Linked DNA regions of Danio rerio: region 2 is linked to region 1. A link is a contact called in public Micro-C data. All regions are on one chromosome and are shown on one strand. Each heading gives the region's core, a stretch centred on a gene start, on an enhancer-like site or on the middle of the called end of the contact. The rest is flanking DNA. Distances are from core to core; before and after follow the strand shown.

Region 1 (6,830 bases), core at 540-3,039:
CTCAAGACGGCAAGAACAGAGGACGCGTGAAAAATCACGGTATAAGGGAACAGGATGAAGTAAATTGGCCGTAGTGTATGGGTGTTTCCCAGTACTGGTTTGTGTAAAACAAATGCCAGAATAGTTGCCGGTTCATTCCGCGCTGGCGAATCCTGATAAACAAGGGACTAAGCCAAAGGAAAATGAATGAATAAATGGGTTCTCTTTCATAGAATCATAGAGCTCTCTTTCATAGGCGCTCAACACTCATTCTATGGGCTGAATTAGGTGAGGGTTTACACTGGTAAATTTAAATTTAGTGTGTAAGTGTAATGGAGTCAAGCTAGAAAGAGCCATGCAACTAATCCTCACTCCCTGGGCCTCAAAAGGTGTCTTAGCAAATGACACATTGGGCTATGACCTTTAGTCTTTCTTAGCATGCTGGCTAAACATGTTATATATGCAGTTTGGATCATGCTTGGATAACTGAAGAGGTTACATTGGTGCCGTGACCCCGATGGGAGTAAAGTTTAAGGGTTGAATGTAATAGAGATTAGATGTTTGTAGTTAGGTGGGTGAACCTGACTCCCCTGGTCTCAAGAGGCAAATGAAGCTAGATGCTGTGGTATTTAGTGTTCTTGTTAGGGTGCTTTCACACCTACACTTTTGTTTCGGAACCGGTCTCATTTGCCTGGTTAGAGCTGTTCGTTTGGCATATGTGAATTCAGCAATTGCTTTCGGATCTGCGCCAAAACAATGGTTTAGAGATCGCCGGAATGTGGTGGTCTCGGCTTGATTGAAACGAACTCTGGAGCGGATCGATTGTAGTGCGAAAGCTATATGATCCGAGCCCATCTATATAAGTGTTTTACGGATGTGTAATAGTTATACAGCTATATGAAGAGAGGATTATGAGCAGAACTGGAGGTCATTCCAGACATCCCAAGTCTACAGGAAGTTCCGGTAGTCTCCCTCCCGGTCCTCGATAACATTGTGCACCCTTCTCACCCCTCTCCACTGCATCCTTGCTCTTCAGACACGTTGCGCGCACCCTGTCAAACACCACCAAACCCTCCGGTCTTCACATCAGTCACCTCCCTGGCCTTCACATCGCTTATAGTGGCTGTTTCTCAATTCCAAGAACGCAGAGAACGGACTTGCGTTCTTGTGGAGACCGGTCTTGTGGAGACCGATCGGAAAAACGAACTCAGGAGACCGCGAGGGCAGAGAATGCGTCCTTTGAGAAATGGGATGTCGTGTTCTTCCTAATGGTCATGTGACCTTCACGCATTTTAAATGGAAATTATTTAAACATTACAGCACGATTACAACGATTTATTGTTTTCCCCCTCTTCAAAACATATACTTTGCATAAAAACATTATAAATATACTCTGCACAATATAAATAAAACAAATTTTAATACGAATTTCGGTAAACAAACAACCCTTAATGTGTTTATTCCTTTATTAAGATATTCCTGTTAATGTTTACTTTCACTGTTTCATTTAGGGAAACTCCTGAGGTAAATAAGTGATATCTCTGAACTTTAATAATAAATCTAAATTAAATGCTGCGCTTTCCACCTCCAGTCGCAATGACTTCTGGGACTTCCAGAGCGAGTTCAGTGCTCAAGTCTGCATCCTCGATATCAAGATCACACCCGGGAAGTTTACGCGTCCTCCGTACTTGCAGTCTTGAGCAGTCTTGAGTATTGGAACTGAACTTAGGCAGCTGACGATGACGTTGCACGAGAACACGAGGATGCAGGACCGCTGAAGAATGCATACTGAGAAACAGCCATTGTCTTATTGCTCATTGTCATAAGAACCCATGACAGCTGAGCGGGACTCTGCAAAATAAATCGTGAAACTCTGACCAATGTGAGGAGAGTTTACTCACACATGACTTGTTTTAGCTCTTTCGGTCCGTTTGGAAACTGCAGCGTAAAAGCGGACCGCACCAAAAACAAAGAGCAACAATGTAACAATTTGAATCCCGCATTCAGAACAAATCAATCGATTCACAGTTGTGAAAGCACCCTTAGTGTCTTCCTCCCATGCCAAAGATCCGCTAAGAGCAGGGCATATCGAACCACAAGAGATATAGTAGTGCCATGATCTGGATGGTAGTGAGTTTTAGAAGGGTGAGTGTAACCAAGGTCAACTAATAAAAGCAGCGCAAGCAAACCTCACTCCCCTGGCCTCAAGAGATTAGCAATTGACGCATGGAGCTATGGCATTTAGTGTCCTTCTCAGCATGCTGGTCTAGCATGCCAGAGACAAGGTGTAAATCCCTCTCTTAGTAGTGCTTGTAACAATGTAACTGGAGTGCTCATGTTGTTGCCGTGACCCGGATGAGACTGAAGTTTAGAGGACCGAGTGTACCAGAAATCAGCTAGTAGGAGCTGTGCGTGTACACTTCACTTTCCTGACCTCATTAGATGCAATTGTGACTGACACATGGGGCAGTTGTCTTGCTAGTGCACCCACATCCTGAGACATTATTTGAATACCATTTTGGTGGTTCGTTTAGAAATAAAAGTGTTATATTGGCACCGTGGCCCGGATGAGAGAGAAGTTTAGGGGGAAAACTAATAAGTATGAGATGTAAAATTCAATCTACTGGCCTCAACACTAGTTACTCATACTTGGGGTTTACAGAAACTCAGTGCAAGTAGAACAAGAGGTGTTAAACTGGTGCCGTGACCCGGATGCGAGTGAGGTTTAGGGGGAAGACTAACTAGTACGAGATGTAATATACTTCATTCTACTGGCCTCAGCACTAGTTATTTATACTAGAGCAGGGGTCACCAATTTTGTTCCAGGCGGGCCGTTGTCCTGCAGTTTTTAGCTCCAACCCTAATCAACCACACCTGAACAAGCTAATCAAGGTCTTACTATGTATACTTGAAACACCCAGGCAGGTTTGTTGAGGCAAGTTTTAGATAAACCCTGCAGGAACACTGGCCCTCCAGGATCGAGATTGGTGATTCTTTTACTAGAGGTTTACAGAAGTGCAAGTAGAGCAAGAGGTGTTAACTGGTGCCGTGACCCGGATGTGACTGAGGTTTAGGGAGAGGACTAACTAGTACGAGATGTGCAAGTAAACTTCATTCTACTGGCCTTAGCACTAGTTACTCATCCTAGGGGTTTACAGAAGTGCAAGTAGAGCAAGGGATGTTAAACTGGTGCCGTGACCCGGATGCGAGGGAGATTTAGCGAGAAGACTAACTAGTACAAGACGTGCAAGTAAACTTCATTCTACTTGCCTCAGCACCAGTTACTCATCCTAGGGGTTTACAGAACTCAGTGGAAGTAGAACAAGGGATGTTAAACTGGTGCCCTGACCCAGATGCGACTGAGGTTTAGGGAGAAGACTAACTAGTACGAGATGTGCAAGTAAACTTCATTCTACTGGCCTTAGCACTAGTTACTCATCCTAGGGGTTTACAGAAGTGCAAGTAGAACAAGTGATGTTCAACTGGTGCCGTGACCCGGATGTGACTGAGGTTTAGGGAGAAGACTAACTAGTATGACATGTGCAAGTAAACTTCATTCTACTGGCCTTAGCACTAGCTACTCATCCTAGGCATTTACAGAAACTCAGTGCAAGTAGAGCAAGGGATGTTAAACTGGTGCCGTGACCCGGATGCGAGTGAGATTTAGCCAGAAGACTAACTAGTACAAGACGTGCAAGTAAACTTCATTCTACTTGCCTCAGCACCAGTTACTCATCCTGGGGGTTTACAAAAGTGCAAGGAGAACAAGATATGCTAAACTGGTGCCGTGACCCAGGTGCGAGTGAGGTTTGGAGAGAAGACTAACTAGTACAAGATGTGCACGTAAACTTCGTTCTACTGGCCTCAACACTAGTTACTCATCACAAGATGCGAGTAAGGGTTAGTGTGGTTAGTGTAACAAGTGGAGCTGCAAGTAAACGCTTCTCTGACCTCAGAAGACTGAATATAGAGGCTGTAGCAGTCTGTTAGTGAGCACTCCTCCTACGCAGAAGATACCAGTTTGAATCCTGCTTGAAGTAGGGCAAGTTACACATACAGTTCTGGAAATACACAAACAGTATGGTGACAAGCTTTCTTTATCCACTATGGACCATGCCATACAAGAACTTCCACCAGCAGACATGACAACATACATTCATCGGCCACTTTATTAGGTACACCTTACTAGTTACCAGGTTGGACCGCCTTTTGCCTTCAGGACTGCCTTAATCCTTCGTGGCATAGATTCAACAAGGTACTGGAAATATTCCTCAGAGAGTTTGGTCCATATTGACATGATAAGATCACGCAGTTGCTGCAGATTGGTGGCTGCACATCTATGATGCGAACCTCCCATTCCACCACATGCCAAAGGTGCTCTATTGGATTAAAATCTGGTGACTGTGGAGGCCATTTGAGTACAGTGAACTCATTGTCATGTTCAATGATTCACACTTTATGGCACGATAACCTGCTGGAAGTAGCCATCAGAAGATGGGTACACCGTGGTCATAAAAGGGATTGACATGGTCAGCTACAATACATGTGATGCTCAATGCTCAAAACAAGTGTGCCAAAAAAAATATCAATCACATCATTACACCACCAGTAGCAGCCTAAACTGTTAATACAAGGCTAATACATGTTAATACATGCTTTCATGTTGTTGATGCCAAATTCTGACCCTACCATCTGAACACTTCTTTACACAACTTCTTTATTCCAGCTAATGAAAAATAAAACTTGTTCACAGCCAATCAGAATCTAGCTAATTTTACGAGCTTCAACATTTAAAGCAGAGAATGACAAAACTGCAGCACATTGTTATAAATAATAACCAGATCACTAATACTCTTTAAACTTTACAAACGTTTTTTGAAACTCTTCACACTTTAAAAAAACTATGTGCTAAAATTAGCTTTGAATAGGTGTACAGCATCAAGTATCGATTGAAGGCAAAGTTAACGCTATATTAACATTCATACACATTCCTTCAGCTTAGTCTCTATTTCAGAGTTCGCCACAGTGGAATGAACCTCCAACTATTTCAGCATAAGTTTTACCCTTCCAGCCGCAACCCATTATTGGGAAACACCCATTCACACTCATTCACACATACACTATGGACAATTTAGTTTATTCAATTCAACAATAGTGCATGTCTTTGAACTGCCAACTAGCCCAGCCTAAACTTGAACCTGCGACCTTCTTGCTGTGAGGCGACAGTGCTAACCACTGAGCCACCATGCCGCCCTCACATACACCTATATAAAACAACACTTAATACCACAGCCGTCTTAAAACTGTCACACTGAAGCCATAATAAGTAAAGAAAACAAGTGAAGGTGCCAGTGAACCAGCTAGCATGTTGACAGAAGCTTGTGACAGACATGCTTTCAGTGAGTAAATGACAAATACGGCCTCAAATTAGTACCACACAATTACTTTATTGTATTGTGCACATGTATACAATCCATAAAACATTAATTTACAAATAAACCAAAGAATTAGGCAGTACGAGACAAGCATACGGAATGAAAACAGTTCTTGCTTCCTAAAGTAAGAGAGGTAAAGGCACTTGTGCACTTATGTGATGAATTCCAAGTGAAACTTTTAACCCACAATCCTCTTTGATCAAGCTTTGAAACGTTTGCTCGAAAAAAAAAAAACAAAAAAAAACATGAGTAATGACATGTTTTTCCTTCTCAAATTAGGTAATTTATCACGTAAGACGTTTTAACACTCGTCCTGCATAGACGAGAAAGGGATAAGTATACACAGAATATGAGTTATATGATAAATATTTCCAAATATATAAACAAAGTCAAAGCAAATATGCTTTTTAAGGAAAACACTTATCACGGACTGGAAATGTTAGCTCAGCGCTTACAAACAAACACACAGATAAACGACGTACTGAATGTTTTGAGCTATAAAAACGTTAAGTATTATTTAATATTGAATACACATCTTGATATTTATAATCAAAAACATCGTAAATTGATATGTGAAATGCTCTTTGGTTTTGTAGATGTATGTGCCCAGACAAAACGCAGAAATTAATGTAGCTAAACCTCAGTTTAGTCTTTCCAAGGAAACCAAGGAACCTTGAAATACTGCAAAGGAAGTCTTTGTGGCGGGTAAAATAACATAACAGTGAGCTGTATTCCTCCATAGTCCCTTCACTTTGCTTTGAGCGGGCTGTTTATGTCAGTGCCAGATTGAGCCACAAAGAAATGTGGCGCCCCCGACTGGATGAGTCCTGTTAACGCAACAGTAACCCACATTTCAAATTTCAAACTGAACGCCTTTTCAGACAGGAAAAAGTGAAATGATGTTCTGGGTCTTGTTAAAAAGTTTAAATGTGTTCATGATCTCAATCCCTGTGTATCTTGCCCAAAAAACTCCAAGGAGAATCAATGAAGCTTCATCCATAACAATGTCAAAGTAGTAGCATGTAGAATACTTTAAATACGTTTTGCTCTTCGACATCATTGGTTTACTTGTTCTTCTGAGAGCCAATCATAACTTTGGAGACAAAGTTGACGATGGCGCTGGCGGGCTGTTCGGGGTCGTGTTCGGCAAACAGGTGACACACATTCTCTGTGCTGCTTCCACTTTTCCTCGCGATGAAACCAAAGATCCTGTTACACACACACACACACACACACACACACACACACACACACGTAAAATCATAAATAAATGTACATATGTGCAAAGGGTGCATGTTTATTCAGAAGGTGATGGAGGAAGGCTTACTTTGCAGCAGTGCAGCCGTCTCGCTTCCATCTGGGGATAAAAATGGTCAGGAAGTCAGAACATCCCATAAACCCACACAAAATAATTAA
Region 2 (6,905 bases), core at 3,558-6,057, 150 kb before region 1:
AATTTGTGCGTGTGCTGACGCTCACAGGCTGTTTCACTGGCACACGCAAAGCTTGAAGGTAAACAAACAACGGCTTATCATAAGAATCTTATCGATGATTATTTGCACAGTTGGCATTAAGAAGAACATATAAACGTGATCTGACTAACTTCTAGCAGCTAAATGTGTCTGGAAAAATATTCAAAGGCTTTTATTCTCACAAACCGCGCGGACGTAAATGCGTCTGACTGTTGTGATTGGCTAAAGCAGAAGTCTTACGTCAGCACGTTCTAGACGTGCACGAGCTTATTCCGGAAATCTTCCTTCTGCGTTCACACAGCGCAGCATTCCGGCAAATTACCGGTAATGTTACAACTTCTCTTTCCGGAAAATAGCCAGAACGAATTTACCGGTATTTTCAAAAAGGACCTGTTCACACATACAACCTTTCCGGAAAATTGCCGGTAATTTTCCGGAAAGGTCTGTATGTGTGAAAGGGGCTATTGAAGGAATGACTGTTTTAAATAAGTTTCCCAGAGATGGGTTGCCGCTGGATTAATAAAGTGACTACCCCGGATTAATAAAGGGACTAAGCCGACAAGAAAATGAATGAATGAATGTTTTAAATAATGCTTTGCACATGCAGCACTGTTGGTTCACAAGAAAATCAAACAAACATAATCCTGTTGCAATACTACACTTGATTTTATTTATTTATTTTTTTTTGTAAAGAAACAAAATAAGAAAACATGTTAAATGAGAATCTGAAATATTTTATGGCATACTTCAAAAAATAAAGATGATTTAGTATTCAAAACTGGTTTATTAAGATTATTTTAAAATAAACTGTTCTCACATTTTTCATAGTATATGTATTAATTCTGGTACTTTTACCATAAACCAACATATTAACCTCTACTAGATGGTTGATATTTTAGAAATTATGGGATGTGTTGAGTGCCCAAAATAAAAATAAAAAAATAAATAAAAATGTTTTGTTGCTGGGGCAGTTAAAGGGTTAAGTACTACGTTGCTCATGTTTATACTTGAAATATATATTTAATAGTACTTTAACTCTTTATCTGCCTGCTCTACCAAATGCTTGACCATATTTCGACTCGTTTTATATAATGACTGTTAAAGTCCTTAAAGGAATGACTGTTTTAAATAATGCTTTACACACGCAGCACTGATGGTTTACAACAAAATCAAACAAACATAATCCTGTTGCACTACTACACTTGATTTAAATTTTTAATTTTTTTTGTAAAGAAACAAAATAAGAAAACATGTTAAATGAGAATCTGAAATATTGTATGGCATTCTTGAAAAAATAAAGATGATTTAGTATTCAAAACTGGTTTATTAAGATTATTTTAAAATAAACTGTTCTCACATTTTTTATAGTATATGTATTAATTCTGGTACTTTTACCATAAACCAACATATTAACCTCTACTAGATGGTTGATATTTTAGAATTTATGGGATGTGTTGAGTGCCAAAAAAAAAAAAAAAATGTTTTGTTGCTGGGGCCGTTAAAGGGTTAAGTACTACGTTGCTCATGTTTATACTTGAAATATATATTTAATAGTACTTTAACTCTTTATCTGCCTGCTCTACCAATTGGTTGACCATATTTTGACTCGTTTTATATAGTGACTGTTAAAGTCCTTAAAGGAATGAATGTTTTAAATAATGCTTTACACACGCAGCACTGTTGGTTTACAAGAAAATCAAACAAACATAATCCTGTTGCACTACTACACTTGATTTAATTTTTTTTTTGTAGAGAAACAAAACAAAAAACATGTTTAATGAAAATCTGAAATATTTTATGGCATTCTTCAAAAAAATAAAGATGATTTAGTTTTCAAAAATGGTTTATTAAGATTATTTTAAAATAAACTGTTTCACATTTTTTCATAGTGTATGTATTAATTCTGGTACTTTTACCATAAACCAACATATTAACCTCTACTAGATGGTTGATATTTTAGAAATTATGGGATGTGCTGAGTGCCAAAATAAAAAAAAAAAAAAAATGTTTTGTTGCTGCATGGGGCAGTTAAAGGGTTAAGCATATTATGTTCCTCATGTTAATACTTGAAATATATATTTAATAATACTTTAAGTACACTACCATGTTCCTCTTTAAATATTCATGTTTATACTTGAAATATATATTTAATAATACTTTAACTCTTTATCTGCCTGCTCTACCAAATGGTTGACCATATTTTGACTCGTTTTATATAATGACTGTTAAAGTCCTTAAAGGAATGACTGTTTTAAATAATGCATTACACATGCAACACTGTTGGTTTACAAGAAAATCAAACAAACATAATCCTGTTGCACTACTACACTTGATTTAAATTTTTTTTTTGTAAAAAAACAAGAAAACATGTTAAATGAAAATCTGAATGCATACTTCAAAAACAAAGATGATTTAGTATTCAAAAATGTTTTTTATAGATTATTTTAAAATAAACTGTTCTCACATTTTTCATATGTATTAATTCTGGTATTTTTTACCATAAACCGACATATTAACCTCTACTAAATGGTTGATATTTTAGAAATTATGGGATGTGTTGAGTGCCAAAATAAAAAAATAAAATAAATAATGTTTTGTTGCTGGGGCAGTTAAAGGGTTACGCACATTACTATGTTCCTCGCGTTAATACTATAATATATAATAATAATATAAAATATTATAGAAATATATATTTAATAGTACTTTACCATGTTGCTCTTTAAGTATTCGTGTTTATACTTGAAACATATATTTTAAATAATACTTTAAGTAGATGTGAAGCATTTTCCTATACGTTTGGACATTTTTCAAGCTCTGAATATATCAAAATGCGTTGCATGATGAGCAATATTGGTCACTCTAATAGATAAATATGCTCTAACGTTCCTCTGCAGCTTAAGGACAACAGGTCCTTCTGTCTGTCGGTGATAAAACGCTTCCAAATCAGTGTCTGACCGTTGAGTTCAGTTTTATCACTGCAGACATTACAGTAACCGTCTGCATGAAAAACGCCTGCATGCTTAAAAGAAAAAAAGAGGGTTAAGGCTATATAAAAAAGAAAGAGTTATGGGTAATATGAGCATGGGTATTACTAAAACATTCATCAGTGTCATTAGTGTTGAAAGACATACACATTTTAATTTATTGTATGAACTGTAACTGTCACATTTGTCTGCACTGTCTGACAAGGTTAACGGTAAAGGATAAATCCTCAGATGCAAGGTGTTCATGGTATTCTTGCCTAGAGGTTTTGACAAAGGGGAACAGAGAGGCTACAGTTACCGGTATGACGCGCGTGCCGCTTTATCTCCGTCAGCAGATACTCGCGTTCCCACACGCGCGCGAACGGACAACCTGATCACGTGACGCGCAGAGAAACTCTCCACGCGCTGAAGAAAAAAAAAATGATGCAACACTGTCAGACAATTGCGTGGATCATGTGGTCTCCCCTCGGAGACATTCGAAAGCCCAGCGGTTGACACATTATTAAAGCGCCCTTCCCCAGCGGAGTGTCACATCCTGTGGCCCATTCATAAACTCCTCCGCGCGGCCACGACAAAAGGCCTCGCGACGCGCGTGGAGAGGAGACGTGTCAGTGGACATGTCGTTTTTCCCGCGCGTCTATTATTATCCCAAGAGAGGGGCTGTGACAATAGTGGTAGCTCGAGCTTTCCAAAACGGGGTGCCGTCCTGACCTGAGTGAGGTCACGTACCACAGGGCGAGTGCACGCGGTGCCACAGAGCGCGCGCGTTGTGTCTCTCACCTCATTACAGACGAAAAAAAATACAAAAAAAAACGCGTCAAATGAATGCCAGACCAAGGACCAGGACGCGACAATTTGGCTTCGCAAAATGCTTGTATAACAGTTTTCGAGGGGGAACTTAATGAATGAGGAGCTTTGTGTGCCGCGTTCTGAAGTAAATCACAAATTGCATTAGCTGGCTTCAGTAGACTCACAACATGAACCTGAATGGGATGTTCTTGAACCTATGAAAAACCTCATGGAAAATGAGATTGGGAGGGAGCCACAAACAGGCCCACTTTTAGTCTTTTTGTTATTGTTGTGGCAAATAAGTGATCCAGAATAAAGTTGCGGAATATAGTTCAGCAGAGTTCGAATTCATTAGTAGCCTAATGCTTGTGCTAAGCCCATGAACTCTTATTCTTAATTCTCTGCTGATTCTTTAGCATTATAATGAATACCAATGCAGTAATAATATTTAATTTTACTAGAAATGTTGTAAATTAAATATTTGTTATAGTTAAATAAGGTTTCGTGTTGCAAATTATATTATTTAATACTTGTTAATATTCCCACAACAATAAGATATGTATTTAACAACATCAAATATTTAGCTTACATGCACAGTGGAAGTATATTTCATAGAAAATAAAACACTTAGCTCAGACTGTTATTGCACATAAAAAGCATGCTTAAGTTTGATTTACGTTCATTTTCAAGCGAATAATTGCATATTCATCCAAATGCCTACCCAACATGCTGGGATGAACCTATACAAAAGACACCTTATTATTGTCGTTTCAGATTAGGTACTTGTCGGGTAGTAAACACACGCTTTTCACGCTTGTACACATTATGTTCCGATACAAACAGTGACGCATATTACGCACTGTGTTCAAAGAACAAGAAGACTGGATCCCCGGCAGCCAATCGGAGCAGAGGGGGATCATTTAAGAAATCATTGATACTGCCAATGCGTCAAACACGAGCGTGTCAGCGGGACCCAGTGTGCGTATAAATACCGCGAGGCGACCCGGAGAGAGCTAGTCGTTTTGGAGAGCGCAAAGACAGTGAGGAACTCCACGTTTCACTTCATTTATTTATTTATCTATTTATTCTGAGCCGTGCTTTGGGATGAACAGACTGCTTCTGAACTTCTTCTGGGTGGCAGCATTCAGCGCACTCCTCGCCGCGCCGGGGCTCCGGGCTTCTCCAGTGGTCGGGCAGGAACCGATCCGCTGCGCTCCGTGCTCCCCGGAGCGGCTTGCCGAGTGTCCGGCGGTGGATGCCGGCTGTGAGGAGGTGCTTCGAGAGCCGGGCTGCGGCTGCTGCCTCGCCTGTGCGTTGAAGAGAGGTGACCCGTGCGGGATCTACACTGCGCCCTGCGGCTCCGGGCTGCGCTGCTTGCCGAAACCGGGAGAAGCCCGACCCCTGCACGCGCTCACCCGGGGACAAGCGGTGTGCACCGAGAGCCCCGAGCCTAACCACAGCCAAAGCGAGACAGCACCAGGTACAGGTTTATCAGTATATTAGACTGTAACTGTGTGTTCAATAACTGCAGCCTGACGAGTCCTCTCGCTGATTCAACCACTGATGAGATTTCATCAGCATTACAAACCAGTTGAACCAGTATCAGATATTGAGGAACTTCAGCTTTTACAAAAAAAAAAAAAAACATTTACAATTATGCAAAATGATAAGAAATTTGAGCTGTGTCTTGTAATTTATTTTATTTATTTTTTTTTTTAAATAAATTTGTAATACACATCACACAAATGTGTTTACAATTTGTGGTGTGTATTATAAATTTATAACATAAAGTTAAAAATAAATAAATGTAAAAAATGGGAATTTAACTAAACTATAAATGACAAAATGTATATTGAATTTACTGCTCAAATTAAACTCGCTTTTTATTTTGCTTCATTTATTTATTTACATTTTGGACATGTAAAATATACCTAAAAATTTCACAATTACTAAATAAGTTTTTTTATTCAAATCTGAATAAGCAATTCAAAAGTTAAGATAGCGATTGCTTTTATTTACGCCTTTCAGTAGGCTGATTAGGAGTGACTAATCCCGCCAACATTTCTCACCTCTCCTTTTCTTCTTTCAGATCATCCGGAGTCTCATAACGGGCCGACGGCAGTCAATGAAGGCAGCTCCACCGTGTTCGTGACCGGGCACGGAAAGCCCTTCGACCCGCGGATCATCACTAATAAAGAGAGCATGAAGGCCAAAGTCAACGCGATACGCAAGAAACTGGTGGAACAGGTGAGCTCCTCCAGGCACCTCGGCTTATCTATAGACATCCTAAAGAAATGTGTAAAGGTTTAGTTTAAATGAGACCCCATGTTCCACATATGGCCACAAGAGGACGGTATAAGGTTACTGAAATTTCTTAAGCTGTACATGAGGCAAAGAAAGAAACAGTAAAATTAAGATGCATGATTTTAAGAGATGCAAATTTAAGAGACATTAATAGTTATTTTACTTATTGTAGTAGTAGTAGTAGTAGTATTTATTATTATTATTATTATTATTATTATTATTATTATTATTATTGGTAGTAGTAGTAGTAGTAATAGTAATAGTAGTTGTAATAAATAGTGTAAACTGTTACATTTAAAATAAAAATCAATATTAATGTTATTTAATTTTTATTACTGATAATAAGTGTTTTTGTTGTTTATTAAAATTTTAAACAATTACAAACTGCAAACTGTTCAATTACAAATTGAACAATTATGTTAAGTAAACGGTAATTATAATTATTATAAACATTTTGGTTTTCAACTTCAAAACCATAGTAGACAGACAGACAGACAGACAGACAGATATACAGATAGATAGATAGATAGACAGACAGACAGACAGACAAACAGACACAGATAGATAGATAGATAGATAGATAGATAGATAGATAGATAGATAGATAGATAGATAGATAGATAGACAGACAGACAGACAGACAGACAGACAGACAGACAGAAAGACAGACAGGCAGGCAGGCAGACAGATACATAGATAAACAGACAGATAGACAGACAGACAGATAGATAGATAGTATTAGCAAAGACATGCTATGTCTGGATGGACAGGCAGAAGGACAGATAGACAGACAGACAGACAGATGGACAT

The links. A called contact is a pair of places that touch in the nucleus more often than the background predicts.
Region 2: a Micro-C map of caudal fin shows a contact between it and region 1, with 5 times the contacts expected there. The contact joins the promoter of igfbp1a here to the promoter of dsg2.2 in region 1. A contact is called at or near these places in 7 of 18 Hi-C or Micro-C datasets (caudal fin, embryo, fibroblasts and 2 more) and 2 of 4 datasets of contacts at active chromatin or transcription factors (caudal fin and embryo).

What each region holds. Positions count from the first base shown.
Region 1 is chr20:6,816,577-6,823,406 of GRCz12tu, reverse strand. dsg2.2 (desmoglein 2, tandem duplicate 2) reads right to left here and starts at 1,789. Exons shown (of 14, transcript XM_073934055.1): 1 at 1,479-1,789. tns3.2 (tensin 3, tandem duplicate 2) reads right to left here. Exons shown (of 27, transcript NM_001423502.1): 26 at 6,742-6,771; 27 at 5,407-6,623. The coding sequence ends at 6,479.
Region 2 is chr20:6,967,894-6,974,798 of GRCz12tu, reverse strand. It overlaps igfbp1a (insulin-like growth factor binding protein 1a), which reads left to right and starts at 4,807. Exons shown (of 4, transcript NM_173283.4): 1 at 4,807-5,271; 2 at 5,881-6,038. The coding sequence starts at 4,896. The region is part of intron 1 of dsg2.2 (desmoglein 2, tandem duplicate 2); the gene reads right to left.